Linked DNA regions of Mus musculus: region 1 is linked to region 2. Evidence: chromatin contacts called from public HiChIP or PLAC-seq data. All regions are on one chromosome and are shown on one strand. Each heading gives the region's core, a stretch centred on a gene start, on an enhancer-like site or on the middle of the called end of the contact. The rest is flanking DNA. Distances are from core to core; before and after follow the strand shown. Region 1 overlaps Lclat1 (lysocardiolipin acyltransferase 1). Region 2 has its middle 30 kb from the start of Lbh.

Region 1 (6,724 bases), core at 2,539-5,038, 290 kb before region 2:
GCCTGAGAACAAGGGGGCGCCAGTTAGACGGACCTGGGCTAGGCTCTGTGCAGTAGCCATTAAGCAGCTCTGGAGACTGATTTAAATAGTGGTGTGTTGAGGTCAGTGGGTCCTGGGAGCTGAGACTGATGTGGGGAAAAACCTGTCCAGGCTTGCTCGGGTTCCATGTGTGGAATTAATAAGCACGAGGAAAAGCTACTTTGAAAGAAAATGTTGCAAGCTTGTGTGTCCAGGCAGGGGAGGAAAGGATTGAGCGAGTTTGAGATTCTGAGCCCGCATAGCACTGGTAGGAAAAGAAACAAGGCAACAAGGAGGATACCTAAGAACATGTGTGGAGTCTAAAAGACAAATGTGTAGCTCCTCAAGTGCCACTGCCTTTCCTTGAGACAGGTCTGGTCTCTCATTGGCCAAGCACTCATTCAGTAGGGGTGGCTGCCTGGCTAGCAAGCCCCAGAGACCACCCCCAACCCAAGCCTTAGCCTCCCCTGTGCTGGGATGCTGGGATTACAAGAGGGGCCCCCATACCTGGCTTTTGCTTTTTTTAATGTGGGTGCTAGTGTTGGCTAATCAAGCCGCTTACTGAATGAGCTATCTTATCTTGCCCCCGGCTCCTCCTCTAGACCTCCTCCTCTTTTTGAGACAGTGTCTTGCTATATAGTACAAGTTGACGCTGGATCCATTATGTGGCTCAGGCTAATCTCAGCCTTGGGATCTTCCTGCCCCCGCCTCCCAAGTGCTGGGATTATAAACACGGGGCATCATGACTAACACAGGTTGATGAGACTTTCCACGAATACAGCTCTAGGGAATCTCTGGCTTCCTAAACATCCACTGCACTGCTGATAGTGACTGCTGTGAAACTTCTCCCTGTCTCCCTGGGCTGGGCCTGAGAGCATGGAACGTCCATCTACTCTAGAAGATTTAAGATGCTTAACAGGTAGGGTGGACATTTGTGGTCACTTGGCTACCCATCACAAATATGCTATTCGCAAGAAGATTCTTATGATTCTGCCAAGGCATTTCCCTCCAGCCCTCAGTCCTGGTAAATTAGGAGAAGGTGTCCTATCCCCAGATTCAGAGGGTGTCTAGTAACTAGGAGGACACAGTATTTCTGGGTCCAGGAGTGAGTCCTGGATTTAGTGTTGTTTGTCCCTAAGAAAGCATCTTCTCTCACTTTTTGACTAGACTTAAACCTTGAGGATACATGGATCATGTAGCCATGTGGATCCTGTGTCAAGTCGACCCAGGCAAAACACAAAGGGTTTCTTAAGTGTCCTTGTATTTGGTATTTACAATGTACTACAGCGGCACTTTCTGTGTCCATGGTTGGCATTGGAGGTTCAGTAAAATGACTCAAGCTGGGTGGTGTGGGTAGGGGGGCTGCAATCCTTGTTCTTTTCGAATCCCGCTCCTTGGGACCAACACGGCTTGCACACACAGTGCTCACTGGAGAAGCAGAGGCAGAATGGGCTTGGGAGCTTACAACAGGTTCCCCGAAGCTGTGTCCTTTTAGCTAATGAAGTTCTTTGTACATTTGTCACATTTTGGTTGAAGACTTGTTTTTGGAGTCACCCAGTCACACAGACAGTGAGGTGAGGGATGGAACACGGAGTCCTTATCTTTTTTTCTCCTTTAAGCACCCGTGGCCTGCACTTATGGAATGCACGGTTGTCCTGAGGAAAGCAGGTTCTGTCACACTGGGGCATGAATTCAACTGCACAGTGCCTCCCCATCTCAATCAGTGAACAGTGCATTCGGATCTAAATGAGACTGCATTTAACACCCATCCTGATCCTCAATTCCTCCTTAACACAGGGTAAGCCCATGACATCAAGGGAAACAACGGCCCTGTGACCTTTACTTTGTCGTTCCTGTAAAAACAGAATCACAACAGCTTTTGAACCATGTAATTCACTCCATTTTATTCTGGATGCATTTTACAGGTAATTCACAAATATCCCAGTGGACACTGAAGCTAAGGCCATTCTGTGAGTTATTTTTAAAACTTGGGTGTTCTCCGTGTAATGATCTTTTAAAAAGAAGTTACCAAAACCAAGACTCTGAAATAAAAAATTTTAGGTAGGTACAAGACACCTTTTAGGGCCACACGTGGTGTGAAGTCCACTTCGTGGCCAAGCAATTGTTTGCCACTGTGTAAGAACTAGGCAGCCATAGCTCAGCACCGAGCTCCCTTCTCCATGTTACAACATAGCGTTTTGTTTTGTTTCAGTCAACCGCTGACCCACTGGTATTGAGGCACCACTTTCCTCCTAGTGAGTGACGAGGAGAGACTTTATCTAAGAACACGGTATACAATTCTTAGAACAGGAAAAAGAAAGGGACCCACAACTAAGGCACTGAAAGCACATTATTGTATATAAAGAAATGTAAACAGTTTAACACCGACAGGATCCCTCTGCTAGTCCTTATTGTGACTGTTCCAGAGCTTCTTTGTTGGGCTTGAGAGCCGGTGAAATGGAACCAATCTGCAGAATTCAGACTTATACCAACATAGGGTCTGCGTGTGGCGTGGTCACCATTAGAACACGAGTGGAAGGCGCTGCTTCCTTCTCGGGTTTGTTCTGTGGGCGTGCAGAGGCAGGATTTTAGGGAGAGTCTTAAGTGAGAAGCTCTCGCAGATAGATATGTTTCTACTTCATTTTCAGTCTCTCCCGCCATGTTGCTTGACTAAAGTTTAGGATTCCCTGGGTTTGTTTCATCAAAGACACACAATGTGGGAACTCATCACCCAGCCTCTATATCGGTTCATATTTTAGGGTGAAATGGTTCACATTATAAATAACCCACAACTACTATATGTAAAATCTCTTCCAATGGGATCAACTAGCCAACTAGTGCTGCGAGCACTTCAGCTCACCTGCACAGGGAGCAGGGAAAGAGTCTGCTGGAGCACGGCTGAGCTGCTGAGCCCTGGCTGAGCTGCTGAGCCCTGGCTGAAGGTGTGGCAGGGGCATTCCTTAGGCTGACAACCATCAAGGCCACATCTGCTTAGGCCTGATGCTCAAGTATTGACTTAAAGCAGTTCCAAGCTCAAAAGCATTAGGTGTATATGCATTTTTTTAAATTAAATAAACAGTTTTAATACAGTTAAACGTGTAGGTAAGAACAAATAATTATAATTTAAAAACACGTTTATTTTTATTTTCCCCCTCCGGAGAAATTCCTCTTAAAGCAAGTAGAGTGTCCACATTCTCTAGTTTTAGTGCTGTATTAGGAATTTGGGGTAGGTAAAGTAAAATTAAGGTATTCTCTACCTTAATGTTTTCTATGATCAGAAGAGGGCGAAGGGAAGAACAAGAGACAGAGAGCCTGTGGGTGCCCAATGAGATGGACAGCACTGTTAACCGAGCCCAACTACTGTGGGCAAAGATGACAGCATTTCTCTTTTTCCTGGGCAACAAATTGCTAGCTATTTCCACATTTAAATGTGATCCATCAGAGAAACTTAAAATTGGAAGCCTTTCTCATTAAGGGAAAGAAAAAAGGGTGGGGGGAGGGTTGTGTGTGTGTAACCTTAAAAACTAGGGAGTCAAACAGCTGTGTTGAGGGCAGGTGTGCACAGCTACTAATTAGTAAGTTCCCAGCAGGATTAAAGTGAGTTTTGATGGAGCAGTTAAACATGGGCTGGCTTGTTTCTCCAGAGGCACCAGTTAGCACTCTCCCACTAACAAATGCACAAACATCAAAAAGCCAGACTTAACCACGCTATGCTGATGGTGTCCTGTCCCCAACGGGGCTTTCTCAGTGTGCTTGGCAAGATGAGGAAGTCCTTACCAGGTACAGATGCGCACTGCCATCTTAGGAAAGGCAGATTTCTGTCTGAGCACACAGGGCAGTTAAGAGCTGCTGAGACTGTTGGATACTGGGGTGGGGTGGGGTGGGGAAGCTTCTATGTGCCTCTGTCCCTGCCCCAATCACATGACACAGATGGGAGCATGCAGCTCAGTGGAGTGGAAACAGTGGCCACAAGGATTCTCTTACCCAGGACACTGCGTGCTCGCTATTGGTTTGCTATGTTGTCACTGCTTCCAAATGATAGGAATATTTGGCAGACAGTAGGTCAGTGTGTGTTTAAATGTCACTGTTGAGAGATGACTAAAAAGAGAGAGTGTGTCCTTGCTATCACTGAAAGAGCTCATTCTGAGTTAGCAGTTTTTGTTTTAAGAGTAAAGTTATCAAGGTTTGGGGGCTTTAGCTACACCATCCTGTCTGCAGGCATGTTTGTTGTAGCTCTAATGGCAGAAGGCAGACACCCTGCATGCATAGGACAGACACCTGCCTTCCAGTTTCTGTCTGAACTACAGATGTTTTTCTAATGCATCTTTACATGAACCAGTCCACGCTACAGATGACGCTCCCTGGTGACCATCAGGAAGGCAGGACTGAGTGTGAGTGAAAAGCAAGCTGCACCAGTTTCTGTCTTTTAAAAGCCAAATGGAGAGCCTGACGGTGCTCCCTGAGCTGAGTGCAGATGTGATTTCCAGGCGAGGAAAGGGGGTCTTTTCCTGCCTCACTCAGCACAAGAGACTATCAGTGATGGAGGGCTCCCTGCCAATGGGGCTCAGCTTAGGACAAGGCAAGTCCACCTTTGCGTTTGATTGGTGTAAAAGAATTAAAGAATGGACTGTGTCCTGCGGGGGAGGCAGACTACTACCTGCTTAGATACACTGGGGCTGGTGTTCATGGTGCCAAGGCTACCTCTGAGCCAAAAGTCTGTCAGAAACAGGTTGGTCCTTTCAGAAAAGCTTGCATTTTGTCTTGACAGCTTAGTGATTGTTTGTAATACTCTGACCCTAGTAATTCACAGCGATTGACCCCTGCTACATACTCAGCATTGGAATTACATTCAGAGATTTTAAAGAAACCATAGCAATATTTCCCCCATAAAATTAAGTGCAAAATACCTTTAACAAAAAATGATGATAGTAAGAAACATTTGACATAGTCATGCAAAACTCGTCTCAGTTTACAAAGACTGACATTCCCGTGACAACCCTAGGTTTTCACATGAACGCCGCCATCTTACTCATTTTTCTTTGAATTTAAATGTGGGTGCTTGTGTAAAAAACGGTAACATGCAAGTTCAATGATTTCCAGTCCACCAAATATTCTCTCCTGCAGCACGAAGAACACAATGCTGATTATAAAATACCACCGAACAGGGCTGTACAGATATATGAGCAGGCACATTGCAGAGCAGAACAAGGCCCAGTACACTATGGACAGTAGCTTGACCACAAGGACTCTGAGCTCAGACTTGCAAGGTGGAACTGTACTCTGCCCAGTAAAGTGGAAGTTTTTCTCTCCTTGGTAGAAGGACCGAAGCCTCTCCTCCTTTTCTTCCCACCTTCTGTGGCACCAGAGCTGAAGGTCCTCCTTGGATGTGGGAAGAGAGTCAGCTGGATACCGCTGGACGTGGAAGTGGATCTCCTTGGGAAAGTCTCCAAGGAGAAGGTGCTTCTCAGTTTGAGGGATGTTGTAAGGATATGCGACCGTGATGTCATGAACAGCATCGAGGTTCTTCCCTAGGTTTTGGAAAGATGAAAAGAGCTTTGCTTTAGCAACCAACAGTCAATGGGGTGGCAGTGCTGATTCACTCTGCGAGGCACAGCCACGAGCATGAAGAATCAGTACAGAGTGAACCACCACGAACAAACAAGGGCTAAAAATACCAGTGTTTCTGGGTACTTAGGTCAATATTTACCAGCCATTTTTAGCTTTTTTCCCCGTTTGCTAATTACCACAAAGACCTTTAGAAAGAAATTATCTTCATTCCCAGAAATGGTAATCTGCATTCTAGAACTTCATGAATACACACAGTGAGCAGGATCTGAGGTAGGACTTAAAGGCTATAGCCCAAGCCTTCTGCCACAAGATTTGTTACACAGACATTATTAATACATTTATCTCTTCAAAGGCAATAGAAATGTACTCTCCTTTACCTTAAAATGACCACGGTAACTGCTGCAAAAGAACCTCAGAAAGAAACAATGTGAAGAAATTGTCAATTTCTTCTATTATACAAACACACACACACACACACAAGCATAACAACTTTGATTCTGACCTGAAACACCATTGTGCACAGGCATTTGGGAAAGGTTGTTTTTGAAGTCACAAGCCAGATGCTGGTGATGAAGAGACAGCTGACATGGTCCCAGTGTCCTTCAAAATGTTCTCAACATAGTTAGGGGAACAAGGATGCACAAAGCCCCAAACTGTCCCTTGGGGATATGGGAGATGAACGGGAAGGAGCCAGTTCTGTAGATGGACAGGGTAGTACACTATGGGAATGGGACATTAAAAACAGGCTGGAGCACATGGCATGGTCCAGGCCTTCCTCTACACTGTATGTGTAGAGAAGCATCTTCATGGTAGCCACAGATTTTAAGCAAGGATGATCTTGGGGACAGCGGGGCAACAGCCGTGTGGCTGTTCCGACAGACTAGGAAAAGGAGGCAGGCCAAAGGAATAGATCTGTATAAAAAGATAACAAGAACTGATGTGGTGCAGCAGCCAAGGAGGAATGCCAAGGACGGAGCCAGACTTACTTTATTTTGGCTTGGCACTGAGCTAATGGTAAGAGCCTTTGCAGTTAGAGAATCAGTGGTGCACTGTAAGAACTGCAGAGTACAGTGGACCATTCACCTGACCATTCAACTGAACCCAGTACACACGGGCCCTGGAAGCCTAGTGTTTGCTC
Region 2 (6,293 bases), core at 1,541-4,040:
CAAATGAGTCCTGAGTGAAAGATGGGTTTGGCTTCCAAGTAGAGTGAAAAGCCATACTGGCCTGCTCTGGGATAGATATCCTCACTTCATTAGTGAAAGTTCTGTGTCTCAGGGAGCCTCTAAGATCAAGATAAATGGGCTACCAGTCCATCACCCTATTCCCAAGTCTGGGGCTGTGGGTGGCACTTAGATAGGCTGACTTACCTACCCCACAAAGGGAACCCACAACACGCCAAAGTATTCGCTGCACCAAAGTCCAACTTGGTGACAAGACCCCCACTCCATCACAGGTGACAACCCCACCCCCACCCATCACAGGTGACAACCCCACCCCCACCCCATCACAGGTGACAATTCACAAAGGCTGCACAACTGGCAGGCATCTCTACAGGTCTGGGAGTCTGCTTTCCACAGTTCCACAGCCCAGCTGGTCAGCGTCTCCTTTCCCAGCAGTCAACTGCTCCTCCTATAAAGCTTGGGATGGGGCTCAAATCTTGCATGTTTTATTTGCCTCCTGTGATGGTTTATATAAGCTTGGCTCAAGGAGTGGCATTATTAGAAGGTGTGATCCTGTTGTAGGTGTGGCCTGTTGAAGTAGGTGTGTCTTTGTGGGTGTAGGATTTAAGACCCTCATCCTAGCTGCCTGGAAACCAATATTCTTCTAGCAGCCTTCAGATGAAGATGTAGAGCTCTCAGTTCCTGCCTGGATGTTGCCATGCTCCTGCCTTGATGATAACGAACTAAACCTCTGAACCTGTAAGCCAGCCCCAATTAAATGTTGTCCTTATAAGAGTTGTCTTGGTCATGGTGTCTGTTCACAGCAGTAAAACCCCAAGACACCTCCTGAGTCTCATGAGTCTCCCTCTCACCTGACCTCAATTCTAGAGATCACCTGCTATACATCAGGTGCACGCCTAGGAAAGCACGGCTCCATTAGCAGCTTATTTGGTTTGGTAGATGGACTCTCATCGTGGTTAGAAGTGGACCAGGCATTCAGAGAAAGAAACAAGGTGGCAGCTACCAGTTCCTCACTACCCCAAGTTCCACAAGCTCTCCCTGGCTTCTCAGTCATGCCTCTTGTGTAACTTCCACCCATGGATTACCTCCAGGTTACTGTGCAGTTGTTGATTTTCTTGTTTTTCCCTGGGCCTTATGGAATAGGGGTACATCCTCCTTGCCTTTGTACACGGCTATGGCTCTGCTCAGGGTCACAGTACCACCAGTTTTTAGGCAAGAAGGGAGGGAGGGACGGAGGGAGGGACAGAGGGATTCTTTTGCGCGTCGTGAATCATTTCAGAAACTTGAGGGAGTTTTGATTCTCCTTTCAGAATAATGCTTTAAATACCCTAAGATGCAGGAAGCTGCAAAGAACATCAATTCTGCTAAGATGCAGCTATTGAAAGATATTTTAGAAACACATAGATACATGGAAAAGTCCTACATCTCCTCTTTCTTAAAGCACTGCACGGTACAATCCAGCAGCAGGTGTGTTTTGAGGTTGCCATGACGACAAGTGTTATTTCATGATGCCCACAACAAGTGTGGCATGAAAAAAAAAAAAAAAGAAAGCACTCGTGACTTCTGCTGGTGAAAAGCGGGTCCCGCTGACATTGCTGTGGCTTGTCCCCTACACCCCTGATGGCAGGAAATGCTAAACTTCACTTAATTGTTTATGACAACATACATGTCAATTTGTTCTTTCTCTCAAACTCCTGAGTGGTGTGGATGCCTGTTCAAGAAACGCTACAGAAACTAATGAAAAGCAAGCAAATGCACCTTGCAAACTCACAATGTCCTCCTGAGCACTGTTCATCACTGAGGGATGTGGTGGTTTCTAAGACAGGCAAGAGAAGTTGAAAGCAAGGCTTAAACTGGCTCACTCACGAGCCACCATACTCTGAGACCAGGCAGAAATGAAACCTCCAGCTCTTTGTTTTCTGAGAGTGGAGTCTTCTAGGTAAGTTGTCTACTAAGGTAATGAGCCTTGGGGTTAAAGTGTGAGCAGGCATTAGCTAAGGAGAGGGCTTCTCGCTGTCCCCAGAGCACCCTCTGGAGGGGTGATCCTTTGAGTAAAAGCTGCTAACCCGGCTTTCGCATAGAGAATAAGGATGCATCCCCAACCACAAGGTCTTAAAATGAGTGACTTTTTAATATTATTCTTTGTGTGTGTGTGTGTGTGTGTGTGTGTGTGTGTGTGTGTGTGTGTGTGTGTCTTCAGTTGCCTCTCCACTGTAGTTTTTTAATCAGGATCTCTCACTGAACCTGGAGTCTCACCAGTACAGCTAGACTACCTAGCTAGCCAGGAGCCTCAGGGAACCTCCTGTCTCTGCCTCCCTGGCCCTGGGATTACAGTGTCATGCCTAGCTTTTTTTATGGAAGCACTGAGAATCCAAACTAAAGTCCTACTTTTGAGACAAACACTTTACCATCTGAACCATTTGCCCAGTCCATAGCACGAGTCATTAAAAAACAAAACAAAGCAAAAACAAACAAACAAACAAAGCCATCCTAGGCTAAGGAATAAACAGGTGAACAGAGACTCTATACCTAGAGGATCCCACTCCTGGTTCCAGGTCCTGATATCCTTGGGTAGGAAAACTGACCTTTAATTGTAGAACAGGAAATTGTGGCTCCACATAGTGTCAACTGCATGATCCCAAACCCAGCCCCTTGACATGAGAGCCCCCTACATGGTGTGTTCTTCCTTGCCCCTGCACAGCAGGGCCGAGACCGTGAGGTTATTTTTATCTTGCAGTGCTGGTTGTCTGGTAAAGGTTGTGGTGGGCTCCCGAGGCAGCTAGCTTGCAGCGAATTTCCGGTGGAGCTTTCTCCTTCTCATGCACGCTGCCTCTGTCCTCCAGGCTCTGGTGGCACTTGCTTCCTGTAGCTCACCCTTAGCCTTGGAGGAGAACAGGGGACAGAGGTCTGCTGAGCCCTTCACCCTCACCCTGTGCCCGTACCCTGCCTGGGCTGCCCCAGATCCATTTCCCGTGCAGAGAGGGTTCTCGGGGTACTTATCCTCCCCCCCTCCCAATTGTGACTCTCTTATATACAACTTTCTAGAGAGCTAGATTCACCAGGTTGGTGCTTAAGCATTTGACTGTGAGACACAGCAAATATATATATATCCAGCACAGATAGCCACCCACATCCATGGAGAAAACCAACATTCCCAAAAAAAATATATAGTTGCTGTTTCTTCTTCTGTTGTCCTCTGACCCCCCTTTTTTTTTTCTTTCTTGAAAAAATCTTGGTTGCAACCCCACAAATAAGCAAGTTGATTTTTACAACTATTTTGAGTCATTATTCAGTTTGAAAAAAATACTGTACCAGATATTTGTTTTGCGGTAGTTTTTCTTTCCTGACCTGGGGATAGCTCTTGCTTTTGAGATAGGCTCATTCCTTTAATTAAAAAAAAGAAAAAAAAAAAAAAAAAAGGAATCTAAGTCTGTGTTCTTATGACTTAGGAGGTGAATATTTGGGATTCCAGAGATGTGCTCAGCAGAGTCAAATTTGGTCCCATGCCAGTTTTATGAAGTTGGCCGCAGAGAAAGCATTTGCTCCTTGGTAACTGGGGACATTAAACTAGAGGGGCTGCATTTCTTACTTGCTCTTTCTCTCAGCTAGCTGGCTGTTAACACATTTACTAGTATATAATTGATTCTAGTACTGCTCTTTTTTTCCTCTTTTTTTGGTTGCAAACACAGTGTATTGTGAAGCTCTCTGGCATCAGCTTCCTTGTTGATGAGATACATCGAAAATGTCCTCTTAACAGAGAAGAATAGCAAAATGCAAATCATCAATTTGCTGCCCAATGGGACTTGAAAGATGAAGACCCTGCATTCTACTGCTGTTCATCATCGCCACCGTTGCTAGTTATGTGAAACAAGATCATTTCCTATATGCAAAGCCACACTTTGCAGAAGTGTGGTCAGAGATGGGAGAAATGGAGGGGGGCAGAGCTCTGTAAATGGGAGCCAGACAGAGAGAAGAATAAATTTGTTCTGTTTCTTTAGTTGGTTTTTCTCCGGCAGAAAAGGGCAAGGAAACATTGCAAATCAACGGCTGTGCAATGTAAGCCTGCCATCCAGGTACTGAGAGAGAGACATGAGTCTCCCTCTCTCCTGACCTCAATGCTAGAGATCACCTGCTATACATCAGGTGCACGCCTAGGAAAGCGCGGCTCCATTAGCAGCTTCTTTGGTTTGGTAGATGGACTCTCATCTTGGTTAGAAGTGGATCAGGCATTTGGACCAGAGAGAGAGAGAGAGAGAGAGAGAGAGAGAGAGAGAGAGAGAGAGAAGGGGATTCTACCAAATGAATGTTGTGAGTCACTGATTCTCAAGTGTCTAGTGCAAAGGTGTTATGGTCCCCACAGCAATCCAATCCCAGGTCCTGATGGCCCCTCCACAGCACAGATGTCTCTGCCTGGGGAGAGGAGAGATTGAACCTGGCAAAGTTGGGGCCTCTGTCCATTCATCACTGTCTGAGATCACACAGACATGGTCCATAACCTTTTTGCTCCACACTGAAAAAGACTGGGGATGTGTTAGTTTACAGCTGTGACTGTGACAGGGTTACAACATCAGTACCTTAAATAAAGTCAACTTACTTTCCTCTTACAGTTCTATTGGTTAGAGGATCTGCCTGCATCTGCCTCCTGATCACTGGAATAACAAGTACACAAGTACACCCAACTTAAAATATAGATTTTTATTACTTTGAGAATTTCATGCATGCATATAAAGCATTTTGATCATATTCACTTCCAGCCATGCCCTAAGTCCTCCAGATCTACTCATTTCTACTTCTTCTTCTTCTTCTTCTTCTTCTTCTTCTTCTTCTTCTTCTTCTTCTTCTTCTTCTTCTTCTTCTTCTTCTTCTTCTCCTCCTCTTCTTCTTCTTCTTCTCCTCCTCCTCCTCCTCCTCCTCCTCCTCCTCCTCCTCCTCCTCCTCCTCCTCCTCCTCCTCCCCTTCCTCCTCCTTCTTCTTCTCCTTGTTTTCTACATCAACTGTCAAGAGCTCCTGAGCTAAGAGTTGGGGTTCATGACGTTCTCCCCGGCCAGTGCTAAAATACTGGCCAGCTTGAACTCAAGCAGATAGCCACAGCCGCTGTGAGTTCACTAGTACAGAAGTCATAATCTGGAAGATACAGGTTGGCTCAGGTCCTTCTCTGCCTCTGTCTCTTCTTTCTGCCTCCTTTCCTGAAATGGTCCCTGAACTTTGGGGGAGGGGTTTGATATAGTTGACCCATTTGTACACCCAGCTTTTTTTTTTTTAAATGGGTCCTGGAGATCAAAGTCAGGCCCTTGTGCATGCAAAGCAAGCACTTGGCTGACTGAGCCATCATTCCAGCTCCCCTTTCACTCCTACAATGCAAGGATCCTTGTGCTTAGAGTGGACTCACTTAGTCCAGGGTCATCAGATGTAGGTCAGCTGATTAGCAACCTTTCTTCCATCTATAACCTTAACCTGTCCTCCCTCCTGTGAATAGTATAACATTCACAAGAGCCCAAGCTCAGGATGCAGATATCTATGGGGCTTGGAATATTATGTGATCACTAACATCTCTTGAGCATTTATTTAGGGTCTACTGCAGTTCTAAGCAAGCTACTCTTAGTAACACATTGAAGCTCCTTATAGCCATCATCCATAATGGTTTATAAGTGGAGAAAGTGAGGGAAAGGGAAGCAACAGTAACTTTCTTAAGGTCACAGAGCTTGAAAGAGGAAGGGCTGAGCTAAAAATCCAGCAGTCTTAGCATAGAGCTTCCATTCTTGCCATAATCAGAGTTCTTTGGGGATGGATGGAAGAACTGGATTCTGTCTGGTTTCATTCTGCTTTGAAGATCTGCTTTTAGAACGGGGCGGTTTCTCAGGTCTACCAATATTTGAAGATGTCTACAGCTGCTCATTGCTGCTGTTCACTTCCATGATCACTGTTCATAGAAGGCCATACAACTCTAAATCAACAGGTCCATAGCTTCTAAGACCCACAGGTACTGCATGTCGTTTCTAACCTGGGCCACTCGTCTCCCTCTCCCTCCATGTCTCTCTACTTACAGACATGTCTCAGAAATGCCAAGGCAAACTACGACAGGGCCTTCCTACTTGCTCTATCCCTCCCCTGCAGTTTTCTCCTCTGTTCACACCAGGTTCAGCCATCAGCAGTTGTGTAGCCTAAGGATGACCTTGAATGTCTGATCCTCTGGAGTTCCATAACTACAGGCATGTGCTGCCTTGAGCTATTGATGCAAGGTGATATACACCAAGATACTGCATAAATAAAGCTTG

Evidence for each region. HiChIP or PLAC-seq counts read pairs in DNA pulled down with a chosen protein or histone mark.
Region 1: an H3K27ac HiChIP or PLAC-seq map of large pre-B cells shows a contact between it and region 2, with 2.1 times the contacts expected there. The contact joins two enhancer-like sites. A contact is called at or near these places in 2 of 115 datasets of contacts at active chromatin or transcription factors (effector CD8 T cells and large pre-B cells).

Annotation. Positions count from the first base shown.
Region 1 is chr17:73,238,540-73,245,263 of GRCm38.p6, reverse strand. Lclat1 (lysocardiolipin acyltransferase 1) reads right to left here. Exons shown (of 6, transcript NM_001177967.1): 6 at 1,896-5,546. The coding sequence ends at 5,044. Among named protein-coding and RNA genes, the nearest start is that of E330032C10Rik, 9.1 kb to the left of the region's middle. Within about 2 kb of position 3,788, at least 30 of the 459 cell types and tissues checked have an H3K27ac peak or open chromatin away from gene starts, as enhancers often do.
Region 2 is chr17:72,944,873-72,951,165 of GRCm38.p6, reverse strand. No RefSeq gene overlaps it. Among named protein-coding and RNA genes, the nearest start is that of Lbh, 30 kb to the right of the region's middle. Within about 2 kb of position 2,790, at least 87 of the 459 cell types and tissues checked have an H3K27ac peak or open chromatin away from gene starts, as enhancers often do.